Linked DNA regions of Sus scrofa: region 1 is linked to region 2. The links are chromatin contacts, called in public Hi-C maps. All regions are on one chromosome and are shown on one strand. Each heading gives the region's core, a stretch centred on a gene start, on an enhancer-like site or on the middle of the called end of the contact. The rest is flanking DNA. Distances are from core to core; before and after follow the strand shown. Region 1 overlaps SLC25A15 (solute carrier family 25 member 15). Region 2 holds the start of LOC106505276.

Evidence for each region. A called contact is a pair of places that touch in the nucleus more often than the background predicts.
Region 1: a Hi-C map of liver shows a contact between it and region 2, with 7 times the contacts expected there. The contact joins the enhancer-like site here to the promoter of LOC106505276 in region 2. A contact is called at or near these places in 2 of 5 promoter capture datasets (both in liver) and 14 of 47 Hi-C or Micro-C datasets (alveolar macrophages, embryonic fibroblasts, fetal liver and 5 more).

What each region holds. Positions count from the first base shown.
Region 1 is chr11:15,531,580-15,537,201 of Sscrofa11.1, reverse strand. It overlaps SLC25A15 (solute carrier family 25 member 15), which reads right to left. Exons shown (of 7, transcript NM_001243910.1): 3 at 4,159-4,417. Among named protein-coding and RNA genes, the nearest start is that of SLC25A15, 40 kb to the right of the region's middle. Within about 2 kb of position 2,116, at least 14 of the 83 cell types and tissues checked have an H3K27ac peak or open chromatin away from gene starts, as enhancers often do. A contact at or near this core is called in fetal liver and liver, where this site is marked.
Region 2 is chr11:15,490,892-15,496,607 of Sscrofa11.1, reverse strand. It overlaps LOC106505276, which reads left to right and starts at 1,870. Exons shown (of 3, transcript XM_021065390.1): 1 at 1,870-1,892; 2 at 1,963-2,600. The coding sequence starts at 1,870. It overlaps SLC25A15 (solute carrier family 25 member 15), which reads right to left and starts at 2,432. Exons shown (of 7, transcript NM_001243910.1): 1 at 2,170-2,432.

The DNA of each region.
Region 1 (5,622 bases), core at 867-3,366, 40 kb before region 2:
ACTGAGCTGCTCACAGCTGGACAACTGGCCCCAGCACTTGCCCGATAAATGCCAGCCTCTGCTGTCACTGGACGGCCAGGACAGCTCAGACCTCCGGGAGCCCCGATTTAACCCCCCACCCCTGCCACCTGCCCAGATAGAGAGGTTCCCTCACCATCTCCCTCCAATCTGTGAGCAGAAGCCTAAAGACCTCCCACACTCAACTGCCCTAAAGTTATAAGAAACTAATGGCTCAGACACGACTATAACAAACCTCATTTTAATGCAATTTATTGCACTTCACATTTTATAAAAATTGAAGGGGAGGTTCCTGTCGTGGCGCAGTGGTTAACGAATCCGACTAAGCACCATGAGGTTGCGGGTTTGATCCCTGGCCTCGCTCAACAGGTTAAAGATCTGGTGTGGCCGTGAGCTGAGGTGTAGGTCGCAGACGTGGCTTGGATTTATTGTGGCTGTGACTGTATTGCTCGGCAGCTACAGCTCCAATTAGACCCCTAGCCTGGGAACCTCCACATGCCGTGGGTGTAGCCCTAGGAAAGACAAAAAAAAAAACAAAAAAAACAAAAAAGAATTGAAGGTTTATGGCCACTGTGTGTTGTCAGATGATGCTTAGCATTTTTTAGCAATAAAATGGGTTTTTTTTTTGTCTTTTTGCCATTTCTTGGGCCGCTCCTGCAGCATATGGAGTTTCCCAGGCTAGGGGTCTAATTGGAGCTATGGCTGCCAGCCTACGCCAGAGCCACAGCAACGCAGGATCCAAGCTGCATCTGCAACCTACACCACAGCTCACGGCAATGCCGGATCCTTAACCCGCTGAGCGAGGCCAGGGATCGAACCCGCAACCTCATGGTTCCTAGTTGGATTCGTTAACCACTGCGCCACGATGGGAACTCCAGCAATAAAATGTTTTTAAATTAAGGTAGGTACATTTCCTTTTGAGACATAATGCTATTGCACAGCTAAACTACAGCCTAGTGTAAACCTAACTTTACGTGCACTGAGAAACCAAAAAATTCAAGAGATGGTCTAGAACCAAACATGGAGTACCTGAGATGTGCCTGCCTAAAAGCAGGGGCCACCTCCCATCTGGGCCTGATTTCCTATCCCTAGGGGCCTGGCCTCGGAGGGATGGGAGTTGGGCACCCAGGGCCAAGTCAGCCAGTTAGCAGCCAGGTCTCCGAATTGGCCTGGAGCAAGCTTTCTTTCAGGAGGAAACACCGCCTCCTGCAGCACGGCCTTCCTTTTGTTTTTAGAGAAGGACAGGTCAGACCTGCTTACAGGACAGCCGGGAGCGTAGGGCGCACCGCTGGGAACTGCCTGACACTGCGCCCCATCCCTCCCGCTTCGCTCCAACTTGGCTCGTTTGTCAAAACCAAAGCTTAAATGGTTTCTGTCTCTCAGCCAGCCTGCAGATTCTTACTCTGCTTCCCTCGGGGACTGTCAACCTGCTGACAGCCGCAGTCACTTGGTGTCATTGACCAGGGTTTGCCAGTGTTGCTGGAACCAAGGTGACATCAATAAATGGAGACGCCTAGTCCCTCTAAGATGCAGCAACACCTGAAGGAGCCCCACGCACAGCTGCAGTGCAACAACAAGACCAAAGCAGATCTGTGGTGGACTTTGGCTTTTTAATCAACACTTTCATCTACCAGCTCAAGACACCGGGGACACGGGGCCCCAGGCTGTGCCTAGAGTATGAACTTTTATTTTTTTGGCCCCACCCACAGCATATGGAAATTCTTAGGCCAGGGATCAAATCCGTGCCACAACAACGATCCGAGCCACAGCAGTGACAATGCTGGGTCCTTAACCCACTGAACCACCAGGGAACTCCCTAAAAAAGGTTTGTAACTGGAACTCATACAGCAATAAGCACAGAATGTGATTTTGTAAGAATTCACTGTCGTGTCACCCAGTCAACACACATGTACCTGAACACTTATGGTGCGTCAGACCTTGTCCAGCCAAAGGTGAAAAGAGAATACTACATGGGGAGTGTTCGACCTGAGAACAAATATTTACAGCATCACTGCACAAGTTCCCAACAGGCGCTTACAAGCAGTTCTTCCCTTTGCTGCTTCTGCTTAATTATTAATCTTTTCCCTAGACCTGACCCCTACAAAGCACTCCAGAGTCTGCCTGTGGTCTTATGGGAAGAATGCTGGACGGGGGCTCACAAGACACGGGCTGCAGTCCTGACTCTGTCACTTATTAACCCAGTGATCTTCAGTGTTATCAGTATCTGCACCGGAGTTTGCCCGTCTATAAAGCAGAGACCACCACCTGCCTGGATGTTCCCCCAGGACCATGGCAAGGGCGAAAAAGGCCTGACATGAAGACTCTCAGGCAGCAGGTACTCAACGGTAATAAGCAACCACTGTCCTGCACGACGAGAAAGCAGCAGCCCCTCTGCTCCCGAGTTCAAGAAAGATGAGTGTGTGGGGTCTGGCTGAGTGCAAGAGGAAGCTTTCTTCACAGCAGACCTGCCCCCAGAATCTCATGTGGCTGTTGTTTCCCTGTCCTTCTCTAAGGATGCCCAAAGGAGTTTCTGTCATGGCTCAGTGGTTAATGAATCTGACTAGGAACCATGAGGTTGCAGGTTTGATCCCTGGCTTCGCTCAGTGGGTTAAGGATCCAGTATTGCCATGAGCTGTGGTGTAGGTTGCAGATGCGGCTTGGATCCCATGTTGCTGTGGCTCTGGCACAGGCCAGCAGCTACAGCTCTGATTCGACCCCTAGCCTGGGAACCTCCATATGCCGCAGGTGCGGCCATAGAAAAAACAAATGACAACAACAACAACAAAAAACAACCAAACAAAAAGGATGCCCAAGGAGACCTAAAGTCACAGTGTCCTTCCAGTCCATCTCTACTGTGAGATACGCAGAAGATAAACCAGGAGAAGGCAGTATTTCTTTACTTCCTCCTTTTGCCTGACCTCTCCCTCCTGGAGGGTCCTAGGACCTGTACTCAATCCTATAAACATTATTTCCCTGGGTGATTTCATCCCGAGCCTTTAAAAAACAAATTCCAGGAGTTCCCATCATGGCACAGCAGTAATGAACCCAACTTGTATCCATGAGGATGTGGGTACAGTCCCTGGCCTTGCTTAGTGGGTTAAGGATCTGGCATTGCCAAGAGCTGTGGTATAGGTCACAGACACGGCTCAGATCCCACGTGCTGTGGCGTAGGCCGGCAGCTGTAGCTCTGATTTGACCCCTAGCTTGGCAACCTCCATAAGCCGCACCTGTGGCCATATAAAGGAAAGAAAAAAAAATTTCATCAAAATAGGAGTCCTTGGTGCTCCCTGGTGGCACAGCAGGTTAAGATCTGTCATTGTCACTGCAGTGGTTCAGGTCGGATCCCTGGCCCAGGAACTTTCACATGCCAAGGGGGCAGCCAAAAAAAGACAAGATTACTGCCCATAAACAGACACATCTCCAGGCACCCCCAGAGAACACATCTGTACCTATTTTAGCCACGTGGGACCTATAGTTGCAGCAGGGTCTCAAATTCCTACCATGACAACCAACAAGACTGCCCTTTGCAACCACAAAGCTGACACTGTAATTTTAAATGATTTAAAATTGCTTGAAGGAGCAAAGGCTATCCCAGTGGTTTCTGAATTCCTTTTAGTCTCTGTTTAATAAATACCCAAGGGCTGACCAAGCACACGCCAAAGTCTGATGTTTGCAGCAGACACGGCCAAGGAAGCAACAGGTTCACTGGAATCCTTGCAGATGCTCTATCCTTTCCTAAAACGCCAGTGTCCCCTCAAGCCTATTTATTTGGCTTTTTGAATGCACTGCATTTGGACACACTGCTGATGATGTGGAGCCCAGAACTGGGATCCTAAGCTGCATCTATGGTTTAGGTCCCGCACGTCTGCCCACAGGGACATGGCACCAATAGCACCTGAAAAGCGCCCTCCTTCATGTGGGGTGGCTGGTTCTCTCTGGTGGACTGTGGGCAACACTCCCTTTGTACAACACGTCTGTGCTTTCCAAGCTGTCTGGGATGGCAACGTCTGGCTCCATAATCAGAAAGAAAGCAGTGGGTTTTTTTTACAAAGGAAACACCCTTCCCCATAAGGTCTCTTAAAAATCTTGACTGTGCAAGTGTTTTTCAAACCAAATGCAGTGTCGGCGACCTCAACTCACCTCAGCTTCGCCTGCCTGTCCAGTCCCGCCACCTTCCGCACCACCTGCTGGCAGAAGCCGTAGCACATGAAGAGGACGGAGTTCTCGGCGATGTTGGCGATCAGTGCCGGGCTGGTCCCCTTGTAGAAGCCCCGGAAGCCCACCTGCGAGTAGGTCTTGAGGCAGCAGTCGGTGAGGCCCCTGTACAGGTCGGGAAACGTCTGCATCTTCACTTTCATCGTGTCGAAGGGCTGCCCAGTCAAGACGCACGCTGTGCCCCCTGCAACCAGGACAGAGTCCTCGTCCAGCCCAGTCCATGGCTGAGTGCTGGGGTGAGGCCCCGAGGACCCGTGGAGAGAGGGCAGCTCAGCTCAAGGGTGACCTCTGGGTCACCTTGCTGGGACCGCATCCCCCCTCAGACCTTCTTGCCCAGTCCAGTAAAACTTCTAGCAGGTTCCTCCCAACCCCAGCCGGGAGGGAGCTCAGACTCACGAGGGGAGAGAGACATGTGTTCAACAGTCAGAGCCACAGGATGCAAAGGTGTGATGTGCGTCCGGGAGCACTGGTCAGAGGGGCCTGGCTCTGCAGTGAGATCCTGGGCAAGTGATGTGACTTCTGAGCCTACTGGGTTAGCATGAGCATTAACAAAAATGGATGAGAAAGCTCAACATAATGACAGCTCTGCAAGTGGCTGAGTAGCAGTTAGTGTGTGTGAGTGTGTGTGTCTCCACATAAAAAGAAGGGGAGGGGCAGAGTCTGGGGAGTTTATCACTGTTGTCTGCTGCCCAGTGGTACTGAAGGCCATCAGAAAAATCACAGCAATAGGCCCCAGGCAAAGATAACAAAGAGTCTGACTAATTAGTCTCTGGAGAGCTAAATGTTTGATCCAATGGGAAAACCACATATTTGGACTCAACCAATTAGTATTCAGAATTAGTATTCAGAAAGGAAATGGATTGAAACTTACCTTTGCTTAGATAGATCATACATGTTTTTATACTGTAAGAGTATTAAATACAGCAAAATCTAAATTGCAGTCGAATTACTTTAACTAAAATTCTGACTGTAAGGAAAAGAATGAACTATAAACCCTGAAGTAGGCGTTCCCATCCTGGCGCAGAGGAAACGAATCTGACCAGGAACAATGAGGTTGTGGGTTCGATCCCTGGCCTTGCTCAGTAGGTTAAGGATCTGGAGTTGCTGTGAGCTGTACGGTAAATCGAAGAAGTGGCTTGGATCCCATGTTGCTGTGGCTGTGGTGTAGGTTGGCAGCTATAGCTCTGATTCGACCCCTAGCCTGGGAACCTCCATATGCCGCAGGTGCGGCTCTAAAAAGACAAAGAGACAAAAAATAAAAATAAAGAAACCCTAAAGTATCCCCAAGCCCTGGACTGGGTCTGCACTTAGGAAAGTACCACTGGCGAACGGATCCACCTCCCCTTGGGCCCGAGACGGCCCCCTGCTTGTGTCAGGAAACAACCATCA
Region 2 (5,716 bases), core at 621-3,120:
CAGAGTCCCCTCCAGAGCTTCTCAATCCTAAGGGGCACACAAATCACCTGGGGACCTTGTTAAGTTACCAATTCTGATGCTACTGGCCTGGTATGCTCCCAGGTGAGGCTGATAATGCCAGCTACCAAGCACAATTTGAGAAGCAACACCCGGCCACTGTGCCCCAAAAGGCTAGCTAAGAATCACCTGGGACACTGGTTAAGTAGTCAAATAACCAGGCCTCTCTCCCAGAGATCTTGATTTAATAGGTTTGAGCTGGAGCCTAACAGTTTGGGAAACCCAGAGTCTTCTCCTCCACCTTTAGACAGACGTCAACCACTGCTGAGGCATGGACTTAATAAACAGTGTCTAGGAAAGGAGAGGCTCATTAACAGAATATTTCAATAAGCAATGCTGTACGGTTTTCAAACTACGTCATTGACTCCTGGGTGAATAACATGGAACACTTTTTACTCTTCACACTGAAGACCTATGTGTCCCCCATCAGGACACCTCTTAGAGGAGGGGGTGAGCGGGGCAGAGGACCCGATCAATGAACACACCGACATCATCCTGATCATCAGCAGAAAATCATTTTAGCCACCAAGAAGTTTTTGAACCACTTCAAGCATGTTGCCAATGACCAGACACCAAAAATCTTCCTTTCTTTACCAAAAAAGTAAAAAAAAAAAAAAAACAAAAAAAAAACTTTAAAACCAGCAACAACAAAAAGCATAGATAGCACTTAATAAAGCAACTAAGCCACACGAACCCAACTTCACGTTACTGAAGGCCTGGAGAGGCAGCACCAGTTACTGATAAGGGGGTGGCCCCTGGAAATCTAGAGAAGGATATCAGTGTCCCGACCCAACATCCTCGTTTTCCAGACGGAAAGCTGAGGCCAGCGAAGGCAAAGGCTTGTCAAAGGTCACACACGGAATCAGTGGCAGAGAGGGTGCAATGCACGTCTTGCCTTTTGGGCCTGTGCCTACCAACCAATACTTCACTCCAGAGTATCCCAACCTGGTCACACAGAAAAAACCCAACCCTGCCTTTTAGAGGAAAATGGAGGCAGTGAGGAGAGGAGCCACACAGGCAGGGTATGTCCAGCAGAGCCTCTCAGAAAATTCTCTAGGGTTCATTCCCTTGGGGGGTGGACATCTCTTTCTTAATTTAGCAGGAAAGAGGCACAGCAGATGGTACTATCTCATCAATGCGAAGTCAACCCCTTTAGGTAAAAGTCAGAAACGCATCAACTGCTACAAATAACCGCTTGTAGAATTTTTAGGACAGTAAACAGAACACAGAGTAACTCAGAAGGTGTGGGCAACTGTTTCAAATTAAGCGTAGGTTTGGCTTGAAGATAACAGGTCTTGCAGAGGCAAGACTGATTAGCATGACTTAATTACATTGATTCGTGAGCCTTTGGTACCCGTGGAACAGAAAAACTAAGTCCTTACAGCGTCCCTTTTACCCCTCTTTCAAACTACACCAAAGTCCGACTCCAGAAGAAACAGCGCCAAATATCTTCCCGTTCCTTGGGGAAATTCTCTTTTCTTGGGGGAAAATCCGAGGAGGCCTCATTCCCCACTAATTAACACGAATTGCTCCGGGAAGATTCCAGCTTCAGGCCGAAGCTGGCGCGGTGGGAGGCCGCCCTCCATCCAGACCGCCCAGAGCTGAAGCCCAAGGGCGTTGGGATGCAAACCGGCCTCGCTGCTCAGCAGCCGGGAAGGGGCTCCAGCTCCGGGGGCTCGGGATCCCAGTCCGCACGAGGGGCGGCTTAGGGAAACGACTTCTAACTTGGTCTTCCCGGTTCGCTGACTCTGCCCAGCAATCTGCGAGTCTCCCATTCATAAGCGCCTCCGCCCCGTCCGGCGCGAGACTCAGATGGCGCGGAGCCCGGAGGCTCGGTGACACGACGAGGGGGCAAAGGAGGACAACCTTTCCCAGGAGTTGACCACTGCGGGCAGGAGGCCGCAGAGCCCCGCAGTCTCCGCCGAGCCCGGGGCAGCGCCCGGGAGTGGGGCGCCCGCGGGTCCCCGGGCACGTGTGCGGCGGGTCCGAGACCCCGGATCCCAGCTGCCCGGAAAGGTCACGCCGCTCAGGCGCGGAGGCCCGCCCGCTCCCCACTCCCTCCTCCCGGCCAGTTCCCTGCAGCCCGCGAGCGCCCGGCGGGGCTGCGCTCACCGCCGAGCCGACCGGCTGCGTCCTGCTCGCGCTCCGCCGCCTGCTCTCGACTCTCCCTGGGCTGCGGGGGCGGCCGCTTCACACACACGTCGGCGCCAGGCCTGCCCTCCGCCCCGCCTCCCGCGCCGGACTGCTCCCTGCAGGCGGCCCCGCGGGCTCAGGAGCGCCCCTGCAGCCGGGGCGGGCTGCGCGGGGCCGGCCTGGGCCGGTGAGCCTCCTGCCCGCCAGCCCCCAGCCGCGCGCCGGGGAAGCGGAAATCGGCGCGGTGCGGCGACGCGCTCAGGCCAAAAGGCCGCCCCTCGCCGGGAGCAGGCGGGGCTGGCGGGGCTGGCGGGGCTGGCGGGGCTGGCGGGGCTGGCGGGGCTGGCGGGAGGGCTGGGAGCCCAGGCCTCCACGTTGCTTTCGTGCCTCGCGGTTCCCGGAAGCGCTCGGTGAGCTCGATTCTAGTGAGATCTCAGGGAGGGGGCTGAGGGTGCCCGGAGTTTGGACGAGTGACTGATGCCTTTACGCTGGTTAACCTTGCTCGGACTCGAAACTCAAGGCTCTCATTTTATAATTGAGTACGAAAGTACTGGAAAGGTAGTGATGGAAAATAAATTCACTTATTGCTGGTGAAAACCAAACCCAAAACATTTCCCACTAATTCTTCTTCGAGGAGCTCCGGCTCCACTGATGACATTTGGAAAAGCACACCCACCGATGAAAACTATAGCCCTAAATGTCTTCTCAATTCCTAATGAATTATAGTTGGTTCTATGGCTCTCCGGCATTTTATTAAAAAGCTCAATTCAGGGAGTCTGTTGGGAATTCCTGTTGTGGCTTAGCAGTAACCAAGCAGACTAGTGTCCATGACACAGGCTGGATCCCTGGTCTCCTTTAGTGGGTTAAGGATCCAGCGTTATCGTGAGCTGTGGTGGAGGAAGCAGATCCACTAGAATCCCTGGTGGCTGTGGCTTTGGGTAGGCTGGCAGCTGCAGATCTGATTCGACCCCCAGCCTGGGAATTTCCATATGCCACCGGTGCGGCCCTTTTTAAAAAAGAAGTCTTGTGTACCAGGAGTAAAGGAATTTTCTCTAGTGCACTAGACACAGATCCACTCAGTTGGAAAGGTCTTGGTCTATTACTGACAGGTGCTCAGTGTCACAGCCATGGCCTTCAGAGGGCCTTGGTTCAAACTTCATGGATTTATTTGACTTTTCTACACAGTTTTCTTCCTTAAAACGTGCCGTCATTTTCTTTTACAACTTTCTGCCCTGTTTGGATGTGATGTTTGACTACTGCCAATGTATATTTAAGTGATTTTATGTGAGGGCCAGTGACAAATATTTGAGGTAACTTGTGTGAGTCTTTAAACATGGATGCACAGCTGACTAGACCTTCTGGAGGAAGGAGGTGCTATGAAGGCGTCCGAGCTCCTGGTGAATGAGGGGCTCCTCAACACAGCACAAGACTGTCTTCTCCCAAAATCAGCACTTTAGAACTCAAGCTTCCAGAACATAACTTCATTATAGAAACAAGCCAGGGGCTTTGAGTGACTTGCCCAAAGTGACATGTAACATAACCAGTGGGCAGCAGATGAGGAGCAGAACCTACAGTACAACATCCTAGAGGACTGGGCCTTTCCGCAGCGCCTGGCCCAGAGGCTCTTGCAAACCTGAAAGATGAAGCCCAAGGGAACGAGATAGGGATAGGGCTATATCTCCTGTTACAGATGAGAAAGAGCACTGGGCTTGGAGACAGGCCACTTGCGTAAAAATCTCAGTGACCTTCAATGAGTCATTTAACCTTTTGAAACTCCAACCATCACATGACAGCATCGAGGCTTCCTTTGAACCTCCCTGCTCAAGGAGCCTGCTGCAGCAATCCAGCACGGAGGAGAGGGGTGCCCCTCCAGATCAGGGTCTGCACCCTCACCAAGCCATCAGCTCCCCCCTAATACTTTGTTCTTTCTTGCTTGAGCCCATTTTTTCCCTACCCTCAAAAGGGCTGTTCCAAACTCTCATCACTCTCCCCACGCCTTCTGCATTTCCCCTCTCCCTCACCTCTCCTTCACAACCCTCAGCCTCAACTCTATAAACTAAAAAGCAACCAGGAAACTTTCATGCAAGTTTTTAACCCCTAATCTACAAAGTTGCCTTTTTGCACAAACCCTCATGTTTTTTTTTCTCTACTTGCTGTCTTGCTTGCTGTACCACCATGGTGGACAACGATGCTGGTAAAGAAACTGAGGCTTAGAGAGGTCAAGTGAACTTGCCCAGTGAGGTGCAGATATGAAGGGAAGAGCTGGGACTCAACAAAGCTCATGCACTTAACTGCTATGCTACACAGCAATACCTCCCAGAAGGCTTCCTCTTAAAAGCAAGAGGGTTGCAGGAACCAGAATTTATTTCTCCTGGAATAAATCTCCCTCCATAATGTTTTATAAAACGACTTCAGCAGCTTAAAATCACTCACAGCAATGGCCCTGCTATCTCTGATTTAATAATAGAGAAATAGGAGTTCCCACTGTGGCTCAGTGGGCTAAGAACCCAACATGGTCTCATTGAGGATGCAGGTTCGATCCCTAGCCTCCCTCAGTGGATTAAGAATTCAGAGTTGCCACAGCATAGGTCACAGATGCAGCTCAGATCTGGTGTTGCTGTGACTGTGGCATAGGCCAACAACTGTAACTCAGATTTGACCATATGCCACAGATGTGGCCATAAAAAGAAAAAAAAAAAAAGGAAATACATAGATGTGTAAAAGCTTAACATCTCACAGGAGCTCAGGGAATTGATTGGAAAACCACCTGGCTGGCATTAGATCGTGGACGTCTCTGTGCCAGCTTTGTCCTAAGGGTAATTTCCCAGGGACCTAATGGTCTCTTGAGAACAGAATTTTAGCAACATACACCACGGCTCTGCATAAGTAAGTCAACCCAATGGTATTTCAGACCCAGGTTCAAAACAGCAAATAATTCAATGCCCTGACCTCTTTGCTCAGACAGCTGTTTGCTGCAGTTGGAATTGCACAATCCAGGGGTGTCAGTGCAGCTAGCTCTGTGACTTGAGGGCAGGTATGACACAGGTCAGAGGTGAGGGGACAGAGTGGTTACGTGGATAAGGGAGCTTTTGCTGTTTCAACAGAATTTCACAATGTGCTAGTTAATGATATTAAAAGGAGAAATAATTTCACCACTTGAAGATTTTTGGCCCTGATACCATATGGGTGTGTTTTAACAAAGTGTTAATTGGAGTCACAAATAATTCAAAAACATAAATCATCTTGCTAAAAGGATACTGGGTGACTCTCACAGCTGCTGAACAGGGAGATGGTCCACTCTGAAGGCTTGAAACAAGTCCTCAAACCCACTGCTCACTGGTCAGCCATGGAAACCATGCTCCTTCTGAGCTTTGGATGTTAAAGTTTGTACCACTGTCCCATTCGTGCCAGGGCCTCAGCCTGGAGTTGCTGCTCTTCCGAAGCTGGGCAGCTTCATTCCCAGCCTTGCCTGAGAAGCCCCAGCCACGCCACTCTGCTGCCTTGTGTTTCTCATTTCCAAATTGAT